6 separate regions of the Sus scrofa genome follow, and regions 1, 2, 3, 4 and 6 are each linked to region 5. The links are chromatin contacts, called in public Hi-C, HiChIP or PLAC-seq and promoter capture Hi-C maps. All regions are on one chromosome and are shown on one strand. The core of a region is the stretch at or near the end of the contact, and the rest is flanking DNA. Distances in the headings are between cores, read along the strand shown.

Region 1 (2,957 bases), core at 311-2,810, 890 kb after region 5:
TAACGAATCCGACTAGGAACCATGAGGTTGCAGGTTCGATCCCTGGCCTTGCTCAGTGGGTTAAGGATCCGGTGTTGCCGTGAGCTGTGGTGTAGGTTGCAGATGCGGCTCAGATCCTGCGTTGCTGTGGCTCTGGTGTAGGCTGGTGGCTACAGCTCTGATTGGATCCCTAGCCTGGGAACCTCCATATGCCGAGGGAAGCAGCCCTAGAAAAGGCAAAGACCAAAAAATAAATAAATAAAAGTACCAATCCTTTATTCCCAACTAAATTTTAAATTCCTTGAGGGCAGGGACACTGTTTTACTTATTTTTGTCTTACTAGACTCATGTACATTGTAGATACTCAATAGATGTTTATTTATTATGGCGTAAGAGTCTTGCCAGGGCATTTTCCATTTCCAAAGATCAGAATGAATGTGTGGACCTCACGTATTTCAACACAAGATTTAGAGATGGACTCAAGTACACTGACAGAGAAACAAGCTACAAGAATGGTATGGATTCATTATCCTTGTAGATCTTCCATTGATTTGCTTTAGCTAATTCAAGGCTTGTGCTGGGGATGTGGAATGCAAAAGACAAGACAATCATTTGAGGTTCCTTCAAGTTTTATGACTGTGACACAGAGGGCAACGGAAGGGGTGAAAAAGTTTAAAAACAAATGTTTCCAGATTGTTTGATATGTAAATGGCTAAGACAATGCCAGTTTCTCTACTCACTTAGCAACACCCTGTGCCAGCTCTGTGAGGGCCAATGAGATGGTCCCTGTGTATACAGATTCGTACTTGCTCTTACACTGCCCACAGTCTCAGAGAAACAACCACTACAAAGCAATTGCTATAACCGAGGGACGAACAAAGAGCCATGGGAATAATCCAAAGAGGGGACTTGCTGCTCGAGGGAAGGGGCCTGAAAGGCCTAGCAAAGGAGACTTTCAAGAGGAGTCAACCAGACGTGGAGAGGCAGGGTTGGGGACGAATGGGAGCTTCCGTCCCGGGAAAGTGGTGAACCGGAGGGACCAGGGGCCAGGGTGGGAAGGAACGCGACTACTTGCCAGAGGGCAAGGCGTCTGTACGGCTGAAGGGGAAGAGAAGAGTACCAACTTATGAAGCATTAAAGAAATGGCCATTTGGGCAAAGGCTCTGACTCAGGAGCTTTTTCTCCACGGTTCCCTCCTGGGTTCCCTCCCTCCCTCCCGGGGTAAGCATCAGCCCAACAGCCCAGCGCCTCACCCAAGTGCCCTGAGTCCTGCTTCCGCCTCCGCCGCAGCCTTTCCCTCAGCGAGTCCAGCTGCTTTTTGTGGGCCTGGATAGAGCTCCACGTGTCCGACATTTTAGTCCCACAGCCGGGACACGTCTCGAACAAGGGGTAGCCGACTAGCACCTCCCAGCACTGGCTCCACGAAATTTCCAACTCTCACGCGTACTCCCCAAGGCTAACCGGAAGGAGGTCCTGAGAGATGCGCCAGATAGAAAGTCATTTCCCGTTTCGCTCTCGCTTTGGAACTGAAATGAGGAGCCACCTTAAATGTTAGCGGAGTGGCGGATATGTTTTTCAGTGACGGTCTTTCGCGCTACCGGAAGCGGTGAAGCTGGGGTTGCCATATTGGTGCCTGGCAGAGCGGCCATCTTGCTTATAGCCGCGCATGCGGCCATGTTGATTATTAGGAAATGCGTCCTGATAGTTGACTCTTGTTAAAGCACCCAAGGTAGGGGTGCTGGTGCGAGTGTAGCCTCGCCTCGGACATGCGGAAGTTCCCGGACAGGGATCAAACCCGAACCACAGCAGACAACACTAATTCCTTAACCATTAGGCCACCAGGTGAATTCACAGATTTTTTTTTTTTTTTTTTGCTTTTTTAGGGCCTCACCTGAAGCATGCGGAAGTTCTCAGGCAAGAGGTCAAATCAGAGCTGCAGCAATGCAGGAACTCGAGCTGTGTTGTGACTTACACCAACAGCTCACAGCAACATGGGATACTTAACCCCAACACTGAGGGAGGCCAAGGGATGGTACACCAGTCCTCATGGATTCTAGTCAGGCTCTTTAATGCTGAGCCATAAGGGGAACACCCAGATATTTTTAAATGAAGGATCACTGATTTCTTTTGACAGTTTGATACTAACATGCCTTTTCCACTGAAGGTGTAGGTTCATGTTTCCATGCATTTGTTTACAAAAATATAGCTGTTATGTATGCTTCTTTGACAGAGGAGGACTGATGAACAGAGATAATATACGGAGTCTACAAATACATATTCTTACTTATATCAAATCTACAAGTGTCATGTCTGATACATTAAAACAGAGTCCTCAGGAGTTCACTTCTGGTACAGCAGGTTAAGGATCCTGCATTGTCACTGCAGCCACTCTGGTTGCTGTTGTGACTCAGGTTTGATCCCTGGCCAGGGGACTTCCACATGCCAAAAGAACAAACAAAAACAAACAAAATAGAATCCTCAGAAGCGGCACTAAGGGGCTTCTTGAGGTTCTGGTTGTGCTGTGTTTCTTATTCTGGGATTGCATAAATACATTCTTTGTGAAAATTAACTGAGCCAAAGTGTACTTCTGTGTGTGGTAAACTTACAAACTTTGTTCCCATTGCATCCTCTGAACAGAAGCATTTGGGAACTACTGATTTTTTTTTTTAATTTTTATTTATTTATTTATTTGTCTTTTTGCTATTTCTTTGGGCCGCTCCCGCGGCATATGGAGGTTCCCAAGCTAGGGGTCGAATTGGAGCTGCAACCCCCGGCCTACGCTAGAGCCACAGCAACGCGGGATCTGAGCCGCGTCTGCAATCTACACCACAGCTCACGGCAACGCTAGATCGTTAACACACTGAACAAGGGCAGGGATCGAACCCGCAACCTCATGGTTCCTAGTCAGATTCCTTAACCACTGCGCCACGACGGGAACTCCGGGAACTACTGATTTATCAGTTCTAACCAGATGCAAA
Region 2 (2,815 bases), core at 2-2,501, 770 kb after region 5:
TAGGGAAATGACCAATTTTAATAGTTTAGTTTTTAGCAGAGAAGTAGTTTGGTAGGCAATTTACAACGCTGAAATCAGAACTGATTATTTTTGTCATGGCGCTTATCAGGTTTTAAAAAGTCTTCCTTAGTTTTATCCTCCTTGAATGACAGAGTTCAGAGGCCAGACTTAAGCCAGATAGCTCAAAATCCACCAGAGGATGCAATCAAATATTTGAATAAATAAAATTTTAGCTGTGGACTTTTTAAAGCAGCAAAAATACCCAAGCTTTTGAAAGACTGAGAACCTCAACAGCTTTTTCTGAACACGTGCCCCACATACTCAATCAAGGAGGAAAACTAATGAGGTATTAGGCATCACAACATTTTCTGTATTACTAAAGCCTGCAGGTTTTCAGCGTTAGGTTTCTGTGTTACCCACGGCAGGGCCTAGAACATGAGGCGGTTGAGCGTGAGCAGTATTTCTTTTTTTAACTCCAGCAACAGTTCAGCAAAAGATAAACGCGGAGAGCCCGATTCACATCCTCCTTGGCCCTCCATCCATCCTTTACGAAATGGTTGTAATTCTGGCGGGACCTAGGGCGCAACACTCTGGTTCTGGAAGGACAGAGCGAATGCGTGGGTGTGTGTGAACACTGCAGGAAGGGGCAGCAAGACGCGATCACGGAGTGGGAGGGAGGGGTGAGGATGCCTCTTCTAGGGCGGGAAGAGACTACGAGAGGTGGCTGTTATGCATGACGGGGGCTGGCACGCGGGGAAGATGGTGATGGCCGCAGGGGAGGATGATTGCGGGGGATTCCCTGCTACCTGGCGGCCCTCGGGGCCTCCTGCAGTAAATGATCCTGGAGCAACTAAAGGGGCGCGACACTGAACCCGCGAATTCCCGACGGAAAGGGGGAAAAAAGGCGCCGAGAAACGGGGTTATTATGGGATGGCAAAGGGGGTCTCCCTAGGTAAAATTACGAGTTCTATCTCACCCTCCAATTGCTGTACAGTCGCTTCACTCTCCGGTAATAAGCGTCTTTATCCAGAGTCACAGCCATAGCCACAGACGCCGCTCCTCCTCGGGTTCCGAGAATCACGCGAGGTCCCGGCTCCGCCACCCTCTCTCGGCCCCGGAATCCCGCACTCTCCCAGTGACCCGGAAGCATCGACCTCAAAGATGCCCTTTCCGCTTCCGGGTCCCGGCAGCGCTTGGGTATTTTTCTGTTTTCTTTTTTTTCCTTCACTTTTTTTTAATATAATCCTCTCTCCGGAGGTTAGGGAGAAAAGAGGAAGGAAAAGAATGGGGAGAGTAACAAAATGTGCAACGCTAAAAGAGTCTAGATTTTCGCGGGGTTTCCTTGTCAATTTAGCAACAGCCGCACGCGAGGCGACGTCATCACGTGACACTGTCCCCGCCCTTACTCTCTGCCAGGCTGCGGTTTCCAGGAGATCCAACTACTTGCCGAAGCGGCGGAGGCTGAACCAGGCGAAGGAGGCGGGTGGCCTGACGTACCGACCCCGCCCCACACAGGGAGCAGCGCGCGGGTGTAATGGCCCCACCCATCGGCAAAGGAAGGGAAGCGGAAAGAGCGGGATCTGGCGTGGGATGGTAGTGGGAAGACTACAGCGTAACCGGGTACGTTCCCCTCCTAGAAAAGGTGGGAAAGTAAAAGCCTCTGCTACTTTAGGGTTGGAAGGATTCTCGTTGCTGGGACGCTGGGTCAGGGGCTTCGCGCGGACAGAGCGCCCAAACCAGGAAGAGGGAGCCTGCCCTGCACATAAACTGAACTACGACACGCACTGTGGGGTAAGGACTTGGCCTTAGAAAGGAAAATAAAATGCCCAGGCTTCATTTGAGCGCTGGGATGTTAGAGGAAGGTCGTAGGAAATACGTGGCTTGAGAGAATTCACAAAATCCATTTCCCCGTGAGGTTGTGACAGCGTCCTTCTAGTCAGCCAGTCCCCTTGCAGCAGTTCATTAAGTGACACCATTCTTAGGGCTTCCCCAAAGCACCATTATTTCAGTTAATTCGAAATAAAGTGTACATGGGTCTTGACGAAATTCTTCCTTCTCATCTCTTCTAAGAACTTGGAGTTTGAATCTGGAACAACATTTTGCCTACTACTTGGCTTAGATCATTTCTTTGCCTTTTGGCAAGCTGGACAACCTCCACTTACATATAATCCTTTAATAGAGTACCAATAACTTGTCTGTCCTATCCAAGGTAACTTCACGCGAACAGTAATGAAGTTAGGAAAGTGGTGTTGAAATCATGAATATCAACTCAAAATTAATATTTATATTGGGTTTGAGCAAATATAGGACAAGGGAAGAGTGGGAAAGGATTAACTTAAATTTATTAATGCCAAGGGGAAGGAAGGTAACAGTTCCTGACCCTCCAGCTGTATCCACAGTTCGGTCAGGAACAGGCTCTGCCAGAGGCTAGTGCCGGCGCTACATAGTCTGTGGTTAATGGAGGTGTCTAGGGAGGGGTGAGCATATCAGCTGCTCTAGTCTCCTTTCCTTCCCCAGAAAGGAGGAAGTAGCCACGTATTATTTTAGGAGTTCCCCTACCCACCCGATCCTTTCAAATTTGGAAGTAATCAGGTACACGTTTTCTTTTTCCTTGTCACCTCCTGGAGTCCTGGGTTTCCCCACATCTCCCCTGCCCCTCCCACTTTTCCATAGTCCAAGGGCCAGAGTAAATGAAAGTATAGCCGCCACCCAAGCAATGGGGACCATGCTGGGGCTTCAGTCATCAGCATCTTCGCTGGAGTCTGAGTTGGCTGGCATCATAGGATCATCAATGAGTGAGAAGTCCCTTTCTGAG
Region 3 (2,715 bases), core at 191-2,690, 630 kb after region 5:
AACAAGTACATAGCTATGTAAAATAAGAATACTTTCAGCGCCTATGAAGTATGTTTCCTAAGGGATGAATTTATTCTGCAGCACTGGTTTAAACTGTGCTAATACTAGCTTTTGTGAAAGCAACACGTTATGAAAAATAAAATCACCTAAATCTTACACAAGAATTAAAAAAAGGATCTGATATGCGAATGTGATACTACTAAAAAACCCACATAATTTTTGCAAGTTTAGGAAAAAACTTGAATGCTTCAGAACCTAGCAAATAATAAGCACTATAATACCTACTTAATAAAAAGCATACAGGCACGCATTTTTTTTGGTCAACGTTTGGATGATCTGTAAAATGCATGCCAGAATACCCTGAAAGTCAAACTTTATTGTCTTAGGAAGTTACAACAATAGTATATGTAATTCTCATAATTTAATATTTTTCCCAAGGGCAGTTTGGGAATTTCCAATTACCGCTAGTGGTTGCTGTAATTACGTTCTTGTAAAGATTCAAATACAGTATGTTAGTATCTACCACATCAAGAGGTAGGAAAAGCCATTTAATTTAACCTAGTGGCCAAATTCCTTACTACTCCTGCTACTGATTTAATACGACCCTGGCAATCCACACTCTCATGCTGCGGTTTCTATCTGAGAAAGACAGTAATACCTACCTCAAGCAAGCTCCACTAACTTATATATTTCAAGTGATTTGTAACCTGTAGATAAAAAGCCAGCTTTCATTATTACTGTTAATATGTAAATGAGATTACAATTTAAAAAATAGAATTGAAAATAACTACGTCGAAGTCCATCATTTGCTCAGGGAGGAGTGAAACAAAAACTAACCGGTAAAATATTAAACCTATTGTTATATTTATTACTATACCCTGTGGTACGCTCCAGAATTTAGAGGCTTGCGGTACAATAAATATCTGCTTGATAACCCTTCCCATCCCCCGCTCAATTTTTAAATTTACAGGACTATACTAATGAGCATTTCGATCTTCCCTTTCATGATCTCTCTTAGAGACCTCATGGTCATAGAAAATGAAAGGACAGCAGCCGTTAACACAGGAGAGCGAGAAGAAGAAAAAGGACATTCTCCCTGCCGATCCTGGCCTAGAGGACATTAGGTTAAAAATCCACGCAAGGGCTGAGGCCTATAAAACTCTCTTGCATAAGATCTAATCCCCCCGTGCAAATAGAATAAACGGGGGCCTGCTTACTCTACCGAGAGGAGGGTTCCCCCGTCTTCTCCCACACCCCCTCGCGCTCCCCAAGGAACCCAGCGACTCCCCTGCTTCCACCCCCTCCACTTACCAGGAGGGGGGAGGGAGAAGAGATTCGATTCTGAATCTCCTACTCCCGGGTTCTACGTGGAGAAGCGGACTGCTGCTCGAGGTCGGCAACACCGCCGCAACCGCTCAGTCTTCGCCTCTTCACAAAATGGCCCCCGAGTCTCCTCTGCCGCCGAGGCGAAGGCCTAGTCCCCGCCCCACTTCTAGGACTCTTCCTATTGGCTGAGCTTTTTCTCGCTCCCGCTTCTAATTAGACAGTTCTACCGCTCTTCACAATTCTGTCCAATCACAATCAGTGGTGGGTTAGACTAAGCAAGAGAATTTCCACATGCGTGAGCGAAATTAGTTTGTAACTGGTTATTTTTCCTGTCATTTATCACCTGAGAAATGCTTATTGGCCACTGTAACTGACGAAGCGGTAGGTGGAAACCTGCCTTTGTACCGCGCACCACTTCATATCCGGGTATCCGGGAGGTTGTGATTGGCGGCTACGGGATCCTATCACTGCTCCTTAGAGAACCTGGTAGAAGGCCCGCCGGGATCTCGGAATTCCGGCGGCGCGGGGGCGGGGAAGGATTGCGGGATTTTGTTTGGTAGCGGCTCAAAGGATGTGCCCTAGCTCCGGGCCTAGGTAAAGGGAAGCAGGAATCTCCGAATGAATCCTCTATACTGCTGTGTGGATAAAGAAAACACTTTTCTTAGAATTGGGAGGGAGCACCAAGGACTAGAAAAGTAACCAATCCTGCAAAACTCCAACCTTAGAGCTCCCATTTGGACAACACTTAACCTGTCAAGCCCTTCTTTAGACAACCTGTATCTCACCCAAAACAGCTGACTTCCTTATTCCTCTCCACTGCAAAAGGTAAAGAAAGTCTAAAATGTTGGCCTGAAGTATTACAGCACCCATCCTCTGGCCCCAAATCATTTCACGAATACCCTACATGCCAACCAGAATTGGCTTGCCCATCTAATCCTACCCCCTGCTCGTCCCCCAAATCTGCTCCCTTCTTCCCCTCATCTGAAATAGCTAGTCTCCCACCTTCTGGCTCCAGGCATCGCCTGCCAGTCCCGCTGGTTATATTATAGCAGCCATGCACACAGTGGGATAGGTCCAGCTATGCTAGGAATGAAGGATATTTCTCTGTACAGTTAGAGAAAGCAAGATGCAGAATACTATCTAGATAATGTGATACCATCTGTATACATCTTATGGAATATATGTATATGTGAATACAGTTTTATGCATTAATTTTGAATTATGTCTGAATTCCAGAGAGATTCACAAGGAAATTACTTGTTACCTATCAAATGGAAAAAAAAAAAAAAAAGGCCATTTAGTAACAAGTTGAATGTCATTTACTTAGGGAGAGCAGTCCATGGTTGGAAGAGTACAGTGACTCACAAGCAGTGGAGCACACTTCCCCAG
Region 4 (2,947 bases), core at 180-2,679, 520 kb after region 5:
GCCTGCAAGATATCCTTAAACAGCTATCAGCTAGACTGATTTCCTCCCATCTGTCCTTACCCTCCTTCCAACTTTTCTTTCCTTCCCACTGCCTCCCAGTACAGCTTCACATTTGCCTCATCTCACTATTTCCAAGATTTCCAACTTTCACAGTCCCAACCACTCCAAACCCGGGTTTCCGTACACGCCTACTCTCTGAAGTCAATTCACTCGTGCTTTAGTTCTCAGTCAGAGGCGGTTCCTTTCTACTCTAGCGGAGACTACAAGTCCCAGGATGCCCCGCTGCCCCGTGGCCTGCTGGGAAATAAAGAGCCTTTCCTCCGCGGTGGGGGCGCTGTGCATCTGCTGAGTGACGCCAAGCGCTGGAAGTCAGGGCCTAGCCGAGAGTTTCCTCGGACGCGACCACTGGCCCCGTGTGCAGGGAGGAGCCGGGCGGGCTATTCTGAGAGGGGCCGCCACCACCCCAATCTCGGTAACTGAGAGTTGACTGTGGGTCCACAGTCCTCCCTCTGACAGCTTCGGAGACGGGCAGGGGCGGAGGGCTGGCCCTCAGCAGAGCTGGGGTTTCCACAGATGTTGTCGCCGTGCCCCCTCCCACAGTGCCCAGGTTCAAAGTCCTGAGACTTGGAGCGCGCGCGAGAAAGGGGTTGGAGATGATGAGTCAGAAGCCCAGGGCCCTTTTCATCCCCCTCCCCCCGGGCCTAGGCGCCTGAGGAGGACGGGCTGGCCAGACGGGTGGATGGGGCAGGAAGAGGAGGGACACGGCGACCCGACCTAAGGCTTTCCCGCCTCTTGCGAGCACGCCGGTGTAACGAGCCCGCGTCGCCGCCACCCTTTCTCTCCAAGGCGGGAGCGGGACTGCGCAGGCTCAGCCTCTCAGCAGCCCCGCCGACCTTCGATCCCGGCTGCTGAGGTGCGGTTGCTGAAGCTCTGGTTGCGCTCAACCCCCACCGTTTATGACCTTTGCAAATGTGCAAAGATGACGAGCTCAGGTGGGCTTGAGAAAAGCCCAGGAAAACTGGGAGCACCCAGTTGTACCAGCCCGACAGCTTACTAGCCGCTAGAGAAACTAGAAGTTGACCAGAGCTGCATTACTATGAGAACTCACCCCAAATTCACAAAGTGCCCAGGATGGGTGTGCGCCTCACACTCATTTTTGTTCCCACTTGAGAAGGCTTCTTTCCCTAGAGAATGCTGCTTCTCCGGGCTTAGCCAAGCCCAAGCACCAGTAAGGAAAGAGCGCAGCCTGGCTGCCTTGCCCTGACATTGCAGTGGCGCCAGGGGCAGCTCCTTTCTGTTTGTGACACCTTGGGAGTGGTAATAGTCGCCCTATGACAAGATTGTGTGAGTATTTGTGGGTGGGGACAGTTCTGGGATTAGGTTCTGAAATGGAGAAAACAAGATCTGGGCCTCCCCCTTCGCCGCCTCCTCCCAATCTAGAATAATGGAGAGCTCATGTGTGAAGGACTCAAAATAATTTTCTTAAAACTCAGAAGGTGATAGTAGATGAGGAAGCTGAGGGTAAAAATCAGCAATTCATTCCAAATAGAAGCAGCAGCTTTTAGTGATATAATCAGATGTCTAGGAGTTGCATTTTACTTCTTGGAGAATTCAGTCACCATGCAGATGAACCTTATATCAGTCAGGTTTGGTGAGATTATGATGTGGTAACAATGCCAAAATTTCAGTGCCCTGAAACCTAAAGCCCCAAAGGTTTAGGGAGTCTGGCAGGGTACTCTGAACATTGTAAGTTACGCAGGTACCCAAGCCCATGGAGCACTACCATTTTGAGATCCTACCATGACACCATGAGACTAATACCCCTCACCACCACCAGCTTGCCCAGTTGTGAAGTAAGCATGAAGAATTGTTCATAGACTTTTAAATGTTTCTGCCTCAGAGGGATACATATCACTTCTGCTCACACTTCATTGGCCAAAGCAAGCCATATAGCCATATCCAACTTCAAGATGGCCAGAAGGGCAATCTTTACATATGCCTGGAAGGGGAAGGGAAGCAGAAATACTTCATTAAAGGAAGAGGAGGTAGCCATTTGCAGTGATTTGTTGAACAGCTTAGCAGTTGGTATTCATCTGTTCCAGCAGTTATGCGCATATCTACTTTGGTTTTGTTCTTTGGTTTTGTTCCACTAAATGAAGTTCTCAATAGAAACTCCCCCCCCCTCCCCCAGGATAATGGTAAGACTGGGAGACAGGAAATTTGATGTGTAAGTTTGGGCAAGTCAGACCTCTATGAACTACATTTTGCTTAAATGGAGGTTATAGTATTTACCCTCAACCTAACTGGAGGACCAAGGCTCAAATAAAATTACACATGAAAAAAAAAAAAAAACTTTAAAACTGTTAAACACTTTGGAGGTTTTTCCGATAGGGAAGAGGAGTGAAGCAGATTAGGTATGAGTTAATAGGGAGTCATAGGAACTATGGAAAACTAGAGGAGCCCACATTCTATTTAAAGACTTTAACCCAATTCTACCCAATTATTCCCATGTGGGACTGGGGGCTTGGTATTGCCATTGTTCCAATTTTCCTATAAAGGTCAGAAATTCTGACTTTTTAAATGTGAATCATCTGATTTTAAAATGCTGAGGCAGTTCCTTTTGTATATGAACCTGACTGATATCCATGAGGATGTGGGTTCGATCTCTGGCCTTTTTGTTCATTGGGTTAAGGATCCATCGTTGCCTTGAGCTGTGGTATAGGTCAAAAATGCGGCTTGGATCTCACGTGGCTGTGGTATAGGTTGGCAGCTGCAGCTCCAATTGTTGACTCCTAGCCTGGGAACTTGCATATGTCGGAGGTGCAGCTCTAAAAAAAAAAAAAAAAAAAAAAGTAAATAAAATAAAATGTTGATGATTACAATTTTAAAAATCAACAGATTCGGCCTATGGTCCTTCAGTTATTGTCTCTCATTATACAAAAATAAG
Region 5 (2,979 bases), core at 280-2,779:
ATTTCCTGAACTACAAAATGGAGATAAGGATAATACGTACCCTGTAGGGTTGCTGTGAGAATTAAATAATAAATGTAAAGCTTACTGCATAGTAAACACTAAATAATTTCTAGTTATTATCAATATAAAGATTAAATGAGGTTGTGCATGTACAGCACTTAGTTCAGTGTCTAGTACACAAAGAAAGCTCTAGTAAATATTAGATATTTTTAATAAATTTCCATTTTTATACATCTTCCTATTTCCAAAGTAATGCCTTTTAGGCCCGTCTAGCTTATTTGTGCCATAATTAAGTCAGATGCAACAAGCTTTGATTTATCTTCAGAAACAGATCAACCAATCCAATACAGCAAACATTTTGTTGAGCAAGTACTTACATTTTGTCAGATTTATTCCCAAGTACTTGATATGCTTTTATGTTATTTTAAATTGTATCTTTTCTAAAAAATCTTTTTCTATTTCTTTGAAGCTCTTTTTAAAAGATAAAATTTATTCTTACGTGTTATTTTTCTATTAGCCTTGCTAAGCTTCCTTTTTGAGTTAAAAAAATTATCTCCCAGTATCTTCCGATTTTTTTTAATATTTGTAATCAAACAGCATGCAAGTAGTGAAAAAATTTCTTCATTTATGTTGATGAACAAAATTTCTTAATTTAATTTTTTTTGGCTTTTTAGGGACACACTCGTGGCATATGAAAGTTCCCAGGCCAAATCAGGCCACAGCAACACAGGATCCAAGCCACGTCTGTCACCTATACCACAGCTCAGGGTAATATCGGATCCCTGACCCACTGAACAAGGCCAGGGATTGAACCTATGTCGTCATGGATCCTAGTCCGGTTCGTTACTGCTGGGCCACAATGGGAATTCCCAAAATTTCTCTATTTTAATATAATCAAATTTATCAATATTTCCCTTATACTATATATCTTTGAGAACCCCCCCCATTCCTTACCTCAAGATATTCCTTGCCTCAAAAGATATTTCTGTGTATTTCAAGTTCGTTTATTGAAGATCAGTGCTCACACACAGGATGCGCTTAAATCATGCATTTCTTTAAAAGAAGGTCGGAGGGAGAGTAGTCTGAATTGGGTTATGAGGCCCCCTGACGGGGTACCTCACCTCAGCCATTGAACTCACTTCGCTGGCCGTGAGTCTGTTCCAAGCTCCGGCTCAGGAGGCATCCGCCAGGCCCCTCCTCAAGGCGGGGTCTCATGGCATCTCCTGCCCAGTCTGCCCTCGCGCGGAGACCCGTTCTCTGGGAACTCACCTCCCTGAGATTCAGGGAGGGCCCTGTTAGGGCCGCTCTTGGCCCTAGTCTCAGACCTTCCCAAGGGACATGGGGTAGAGTGACTGAATGCACTCAGCGCGTAGCCCCACCGATGAGCTTCTCTCCGCCCTACGTAGGAAAACTGCTTCTGTGAGCACTTATAAAACTCCCATAAGTAGAGAGATTTCATAGTTATGGTGATTTCCCATAAGACATTGCGACATGCAAATATTGTGGCGCGTTCGTCCCCGTCCGGTGCAGGCAGCTTCGCTCCAGGACGCACGCGCAATACATGTTCCCGCCTTGAGACTGCGCCGGCAGATTCCTAGGAAGTGGTTGATGACGTCGATGTTAGGGATCCATGGCTGCGCGCGGGAGAGGGACCTGCAGCCGCCGGACGCGAGGTTCGGAGCACTTTGCTGGGGGCGGAATGCCGGGAGGCGGGAAGTCGGAAAATGAACGGTGCTGTCAACTGTAGCCCTTCCCGTTTCCATCGCCCTCTGAATCAGCACTTGTTTTGGTGCTGTACTTTGACAATCAGTTTTAAGAGCTTTTTGGATTGCAGAATTGTGTATAACAGGTTGTTGATCTATAACAACTAGCCTGGTGCCAACACTATTTTAAATATCTAATGTCATACAATCTAAAAAATTAATTATAAGGTGTCTAATTATTTTATGTAGCACCAAGCAAAGAAAAACGCTTCCAGTTAAAACATGATTCACTGCTTGTAAATTATCACTTGTAAAATGCATCCAGTTTCAGAGATGATAAAATGCAGCTCATACAATTGATTTATGATGAGATACTCTATCTCTCTGTATATTGTGTTCTTAATGTATTGCTCCACCCTACAAATTCCATATTGTTGTTGTCATCCTCTGGATTTTTCAGTTGGGGCAACTGAAGTACAAAGAGATGAAACAACTTAAGATTCCACAACTAGAAAAAGACAGGGCTGGGCTCCTAGTTAGGCACAGACTTCGGAGCACTCTGCTACCACCTTAGGGAGTTTGGGGGATGGGACACCAGTAAACAGAAGAGATAAACAGGCAGAAGAGAATCATGCCTCAGGCATGGTCTTACAAGAGCCTCAAGGCTTCATTTTATTTTATTTTGTTTTATTTGGCTAGAACAGCAATTCAGGAACTCAGACTGTTTTCAAGAACGGTGATGCGGCAGTTATTACTCTTTTTGTAAATTTACAAAACCATCGCAATCCATTTCTTTCAAAAGGTGTTTTTTTCATTGTGTACTCATTCTTTCTTTTGCTGCTTTGTCCATTTGTCTTGCCCATAGCATTAAATGAAGCTGCAAAAATTAATGGCAAAACAGCTACAGAAGACACTCCTCCTGCAAAGAAAATTCGAAGATGTCAGAGGCAGCAGGTGAAAAGGGAGCCTGTGGCTGGAGGAAAGGCTGACAATGACAGGACAGAAGACAAGCAAGGTCAGAGAGAACATCTGCCAGCAAGAGTGTTCCTGGGAGGGGTGAGGCTAGGGGATATCTTGTTCTTTCAACTCTTATCTCTTCCTTTCTTGAAGATATAATTAACTTTCTACCTGTGGGGCATACCGTACAACTAATCTACTTTCTCAAAATGTTCAGTTTCATGTATCTGAGATAAACTGAGACCTGGGTAGATAAGGTCTATTATAGCCCTTCCCATTTCCATCACCTTCTGAATCAGCACTTGTTTCACTGCTGTAC
Region 6 (2,932 bases), core at 288-2,787, 850 kb after region 5:
GAGGCCCTAAAAAGACCAAAAAAAAAAAAAAGCACTGTATCATTAGCACCTTGCACAGTATGGTTGGTTGTTCACTTAATAACTATTTGCAAAAATCTTCTCCTGTTGATTTTTCCTCTAAATCCTTTTTGAACCCCATCAGCTATTTGGGTTCTGAGTAAGTCCTTGGGAGTAGTGGCAGCTTCAGACTTCCAAAAGGGGGGGACTTGGAAGTGGCAATCTGGTAAGAATGGGAAATCAGGCTTTTATTCAGAAACATCTGCAAGGAAGGCTAGTTTAACACATATATTCTTTATTTGGGCTGGGGTTATGGAGATATGAAAGGGGATGTATAGGCCCCAGCAGGCTATAGCTAATTTCAAATGTGTGAAGACATTCATATGTCCCAGTATCACCAGTTTGTTTTTGGAACTCGATCATACTCTTTTCTTTAAAGGAAAAGTTACTCGCTTCATCTACCTTTTAATTTTAAGTCTGGGATGGCTCTTCAGTGTGCTTATTCTTCTCCCACACACACACAAAATCTATATAGTAATTACTTTGAAAAACACGTGAAGTTCGCACTAATTTACCGCAAAACAAGGTTAGTTTCTGAATAAGTAATTCCGCTTTAGTGGGATTTTCCGTAAGCATACAAATTACATTTTGGGGAAAAAAATCCTACAGGCAGCTAATCCACACCTCCATACTCAACTCTTAGTTACTTTTCAATTATTTACTCCCAATTACACTACTCCCCATTTATCAGCATTTGATTAGAGACTCAATGTAACTTTGGACTAGTTCAAAAAGTAGGGCAGGTAATGTTTTACTTTGAACACTAAAAGCTGCTAAATTTCCACTTCAGGTAATCAGATTTCATAATCTACTTTAAGACAGGTAATATGTACTTACCTATTGTGAGGTCGTGGACCGGCTGGAACCGCTTGTCTGTAAACTGCAGGAGGAGACATGACTTCCCCACACCTGAAAAAGGAGGACGTGGGTTCTAGCAGTTACACGGCAGGGGAACAGTCCAAAGTCGGGGCATCAGGGACTGGGGAAGGGGAGCCCCAAGCCCCGAGCCCCGCCCCCGGCCGGCCGCCCCGCCCCCGCCCGCTCCTCACTTAATGGCCCAGCCCACTAAATGAGCCCCGCCCCCAAGACCCGATTTGGGCCCTTCGGATTCCCGCCCCTGCCTGAGAGCTGTTGTCTGCGGGTTACCTGTGTCCCCGATGATGATGTACTTGAAGAGATAAGCATAAGTCATGGTCCCGTTTCCTCTGGATTCCGGGTCCGCCCGACTTCTACAGCCACTTACCTCCGGCCTCTCTAGCCACGCAATCTACGGACCTCCGGTCCCTTCTAGCCCAGATCACGTCTCTATTGCTCTCCCTCGAAATCCTCTTTCAGTCGGAGCGACGGTAATACCCAGATACCACCTCCGGCGGCGCCTCCAACACTTCTACATGCCATAATACCACCAAGATCCAGGGGGCGATAGCTAGCCTTTCAGTCCGCTCGGCTTTCCCGGGCCTGACTCACAACAGCCCCACGGCGCTCCTTCCAGTCAGCTGAGAGCCACGCACGTCGTTGCGGAAGTGACGGCAGTTCCGTGTCCTGTAGAGGCGGTGGGAGCGATGAGGGCACTGAGGCTGTGGTAGCCGTTGTGTGAAGATGGAGGTAAGCGCCTGAGCGCTAAGAAGGCTGGCGAGAGAACGCGGCTGACGGGGTTGAAGCAGAGATGGGAAGTCGGGCGGAGAGGCGGCTGCCGGGAGGGGAGAGAGCCGAGTTTCGGGAATGTTGTCATAATGTCGGGGTCAGAATCCGTCGCTCCAACCTAATTCCCTACTTCCTCTAACATCCTCGCGGCTTTCTTTTGGTTTCCAGTTTCCCGGAGGAAGTGACAATTACCTGACGATCACTGGACCCTCGCACCCCTTCCTGTCAGGGGCCGAGGTGAGCAAGAGCTGCCGACGTTACGGCGGCGGGGGGGTGGGGGGCTGCTGAGGCAGAGGAGGTGGGGTAGGGTGGTGGGGAGGGGAGCGTGGACGCCGGGGGCTGGTGGTTGGGAATCCGGGGCCGTGATTGATGTTTGCAGAAGAGTGGCAGTTGCTTCCAGAGCCTATGAGAGCTCTGGGGAGGGCCTGGGAAGTTGTTGTCATCAGAAGAGCAAGACCTTGAAAAGAGCGTACCTGTTTATTTCAGAGTGATTCCGGATTGGAATCCAGAATGGAATTTCTCTTTCTGTGAAGGAGAAGTAACTAAAACAATCTTGGGGGATCGCAGCAGGGAGGTGTTTCAGCCAAAGAAATTGGGGAGAGGGAAGGAGTTTACCTAGTAGAGGATAACTATGACATGTGTTCACTCTTAAAACGTACTCTGTTGAAGGGGTCTTTGTTTCATTAAAATTTTCTACTCAGTGATTTTTTAAAAAGTTATGTTTACTTACGTGGTGTTAGCTTGTTTTGCTAGCGACAGTATGAAAGGAAATAGTTGCCTTCAGAAAACATGGAGTTGAGTAGAATATGTGTTTCTGTTTGCCAGTGACTCAGAGTTTGAGCAGCTTACTTCACCTTTGTATGTCACAGTTTCCCCAGCTGTCAAATGGCTGTAATAATAGTTTCTTATGACGTTGTGAGGTAAATGTAATGGTCATGGTGAGGTCCTTTAGTATTACTGGAAAAGTTTTAGTTGAAATACTGTCATAAGTATGCGTCATTTGCTTAGGCAAGGCAAAAGGGAAAGATGGAACAGATACAAATAAATTTCTCAGTCTTAAGAAACTGAAGTTATGAACTTTCCAGTATCTTTTGAGGATTTTGTTTTCAAACATGTCGTAAACCATTTTTGTTAGCTTTTTGTAACAAAAATTCTCAGTTGCTGTTGAATGAACTTATCCTATAATAAATCTTAATGTTTTCACGGATGAGAATTTGATTAGCAAGGGTCA

Evidence for each region. Promoter capture Hi-C pulls out the DNA fragments that hold promoters and counts their contacts. A called contact is a pair of places that touch in the nucleus more often than the background predicts. HiChIP or PLAC-seq counts read pairs in DNA pulled down with a chosen protein or histone mark.
Region 1: a promoter capture Hi-C map of liver shows a contact between it and region 5, with 8 times the contacts expected there. The contact joins the promoter of METTL3 here to the promoter of PARP2 in region 5. A contact is called at or near these places in 1 of 5 promoter capture datasets (liver) and 1 of 2 datasets of contacts at active chromatin or transcription factors (alveolar macrophages).
Region 2: a promoter capture Hi-C map of fetal liver shows a contact between it and region 5, with 5 times the contacts expected there. The contact joins the promoter of LOC106504487 here to the promoter of PARP2 in region 5. A contact is called at or near these places in 2 of 5 promoter capture datasets (fetal liver and liver) and 3 of 47 Hi-C or Micro-C datasets (heart right ventricle, liver and retroperitoneal adipose tissue).
Region 3: a Hi-C map of skeletal muscle shows a contact between it and region 5, with 3 times the contacts expected there. The contact joins the promoter of HNRNPC here to the promoter of PARP2 in region 5. A contact is called at or near these places in 3 of 47 Hi-C or Micro-C datasets (heart right ventricle, liver and skeletal muscle) and 1 of 2 datasets of contacts at active chromatin or transcription factors (skeletal muscle).
Region 4: a contact with region 5 is called in an H3K27ac HiChIP or PLAC-seq map of alveolar macrophages. The contact joins the promoter of ZNF219 here to the promoter of PARP2 in region 5. A contact is called at or near these places in 2 of 5 promoter capture datasets (fetal liver and liver), 6 of 47 Hi-C or Micro-C datasets (alveolar macrophages, fetal skeletal muscle, heart right ventricle and 3 more) and 2 of 2 datasets of contacts at active chromatin or transcription factors (alveolar macrophages and skeletal muscle).
Region 6: a Hi-C map of liver shows a contact between it and region 5, with 4 times the contacts expected there. The contact joins the promoter of TOX4 here to the promoter of PARP2 in region 5. A contact is called at or near these places in 2 of 47 Hi-C or Micro-C datasets (liver and skeletal muscle).

What each region holds. Positions count from the first base shown.
Region 1 is chr7:77,660,548-77,663,504 of Sscrofa11.1, reverse strand. METTL3 (N6-adenosine-methyltransferase 70 kDa subunit) reads right to left here and starts at 1,560. Exons shown (of 11, transcript XM_003128580.5): 1 at 1,233-1,560. The coding sequence starts at 1,332.
Region 2 is chr7:77,779,657-77,782,471 of Sscrofa11.1, reverse strand. It overlaps LOC106504487, which reads left to right and starts at 1,251. Exons shown (of 3, transcript XM_021099305.1): 1 at 1,251-1,791. The coding sequence starts at 1,285. It overlaps CHD8 (chromodomain-helicase-DNA-binding protein 8), which reads right to left. Exons shown (of 37, transcript XM_021099301.1): 37 at 2,324-2,815. The coding sequence ends at 2,737. SUPT16H (FACT complex subunit SPT16) reads right to left here and starts at 1,504. Exons shown (of 26, transcript XM_001929180.6): 1 at 977-1,504. The coding sequence starts at 1,150.
Region 3 is chr7:77,919,870-77,922,584 of Sscrofa11.1, reverse strand. It overlaps HNRNPC (heterogeneous nuclear ribonucleoprotein C (C1/C2)), which reads right to left and starts at 1,440. Exons shown (of 8, transcript NM_001243694.1): 1 at 1,312-1,440.
Region 4 is chr7:78,027,042-78,029,988 of Sscrofa11.1, reverse strand. It overlaps ZNF219 (zinc finger protein 219), which reads right to left and starts at 1,429. Exons shown (of 5, transcript XM_021099309.1): 1 at 1,109-1,429. TMEM253 (transmembrane protein 253) reads left to right here. Exons shown (of 9, transcript XR_002345950.1): 7 at 1-472.
Region 5 is chr7:78,549,943-78,552,921 of Sscrofa11.1, reverse strand. It overlaps PARP2 (poly [ADP-ribose] polymerase 2), which reads left to right and starts at 1,529. Exons shown (of 16, transcript XM_005656314.3): 1 at 1,529-1,673; 2 at 2,569-2,718. The coding sequence starts at 1,631.
Region 6 is chr7:77,697,557-77,700,488 of Sscrofa11.1, reverse strand. It overlaps TOX4 (TOX high mobility group box family member 4), which reads left to right and starts at 1,537. Exons shown (of 9, transcript XM_001929118.6): 1 at 1,537-1,662; 2 at 1,870-1,938. The coding sequence starts at 1,657. RAB2B (ras-related protein Rab-2B) reads right to left here and starts at 1,582. Exons shown (of 8, transcript XM_013978245.2): 1 at 1,204-1,582; 2 at 895-966. The coding sequence starts at 1,249.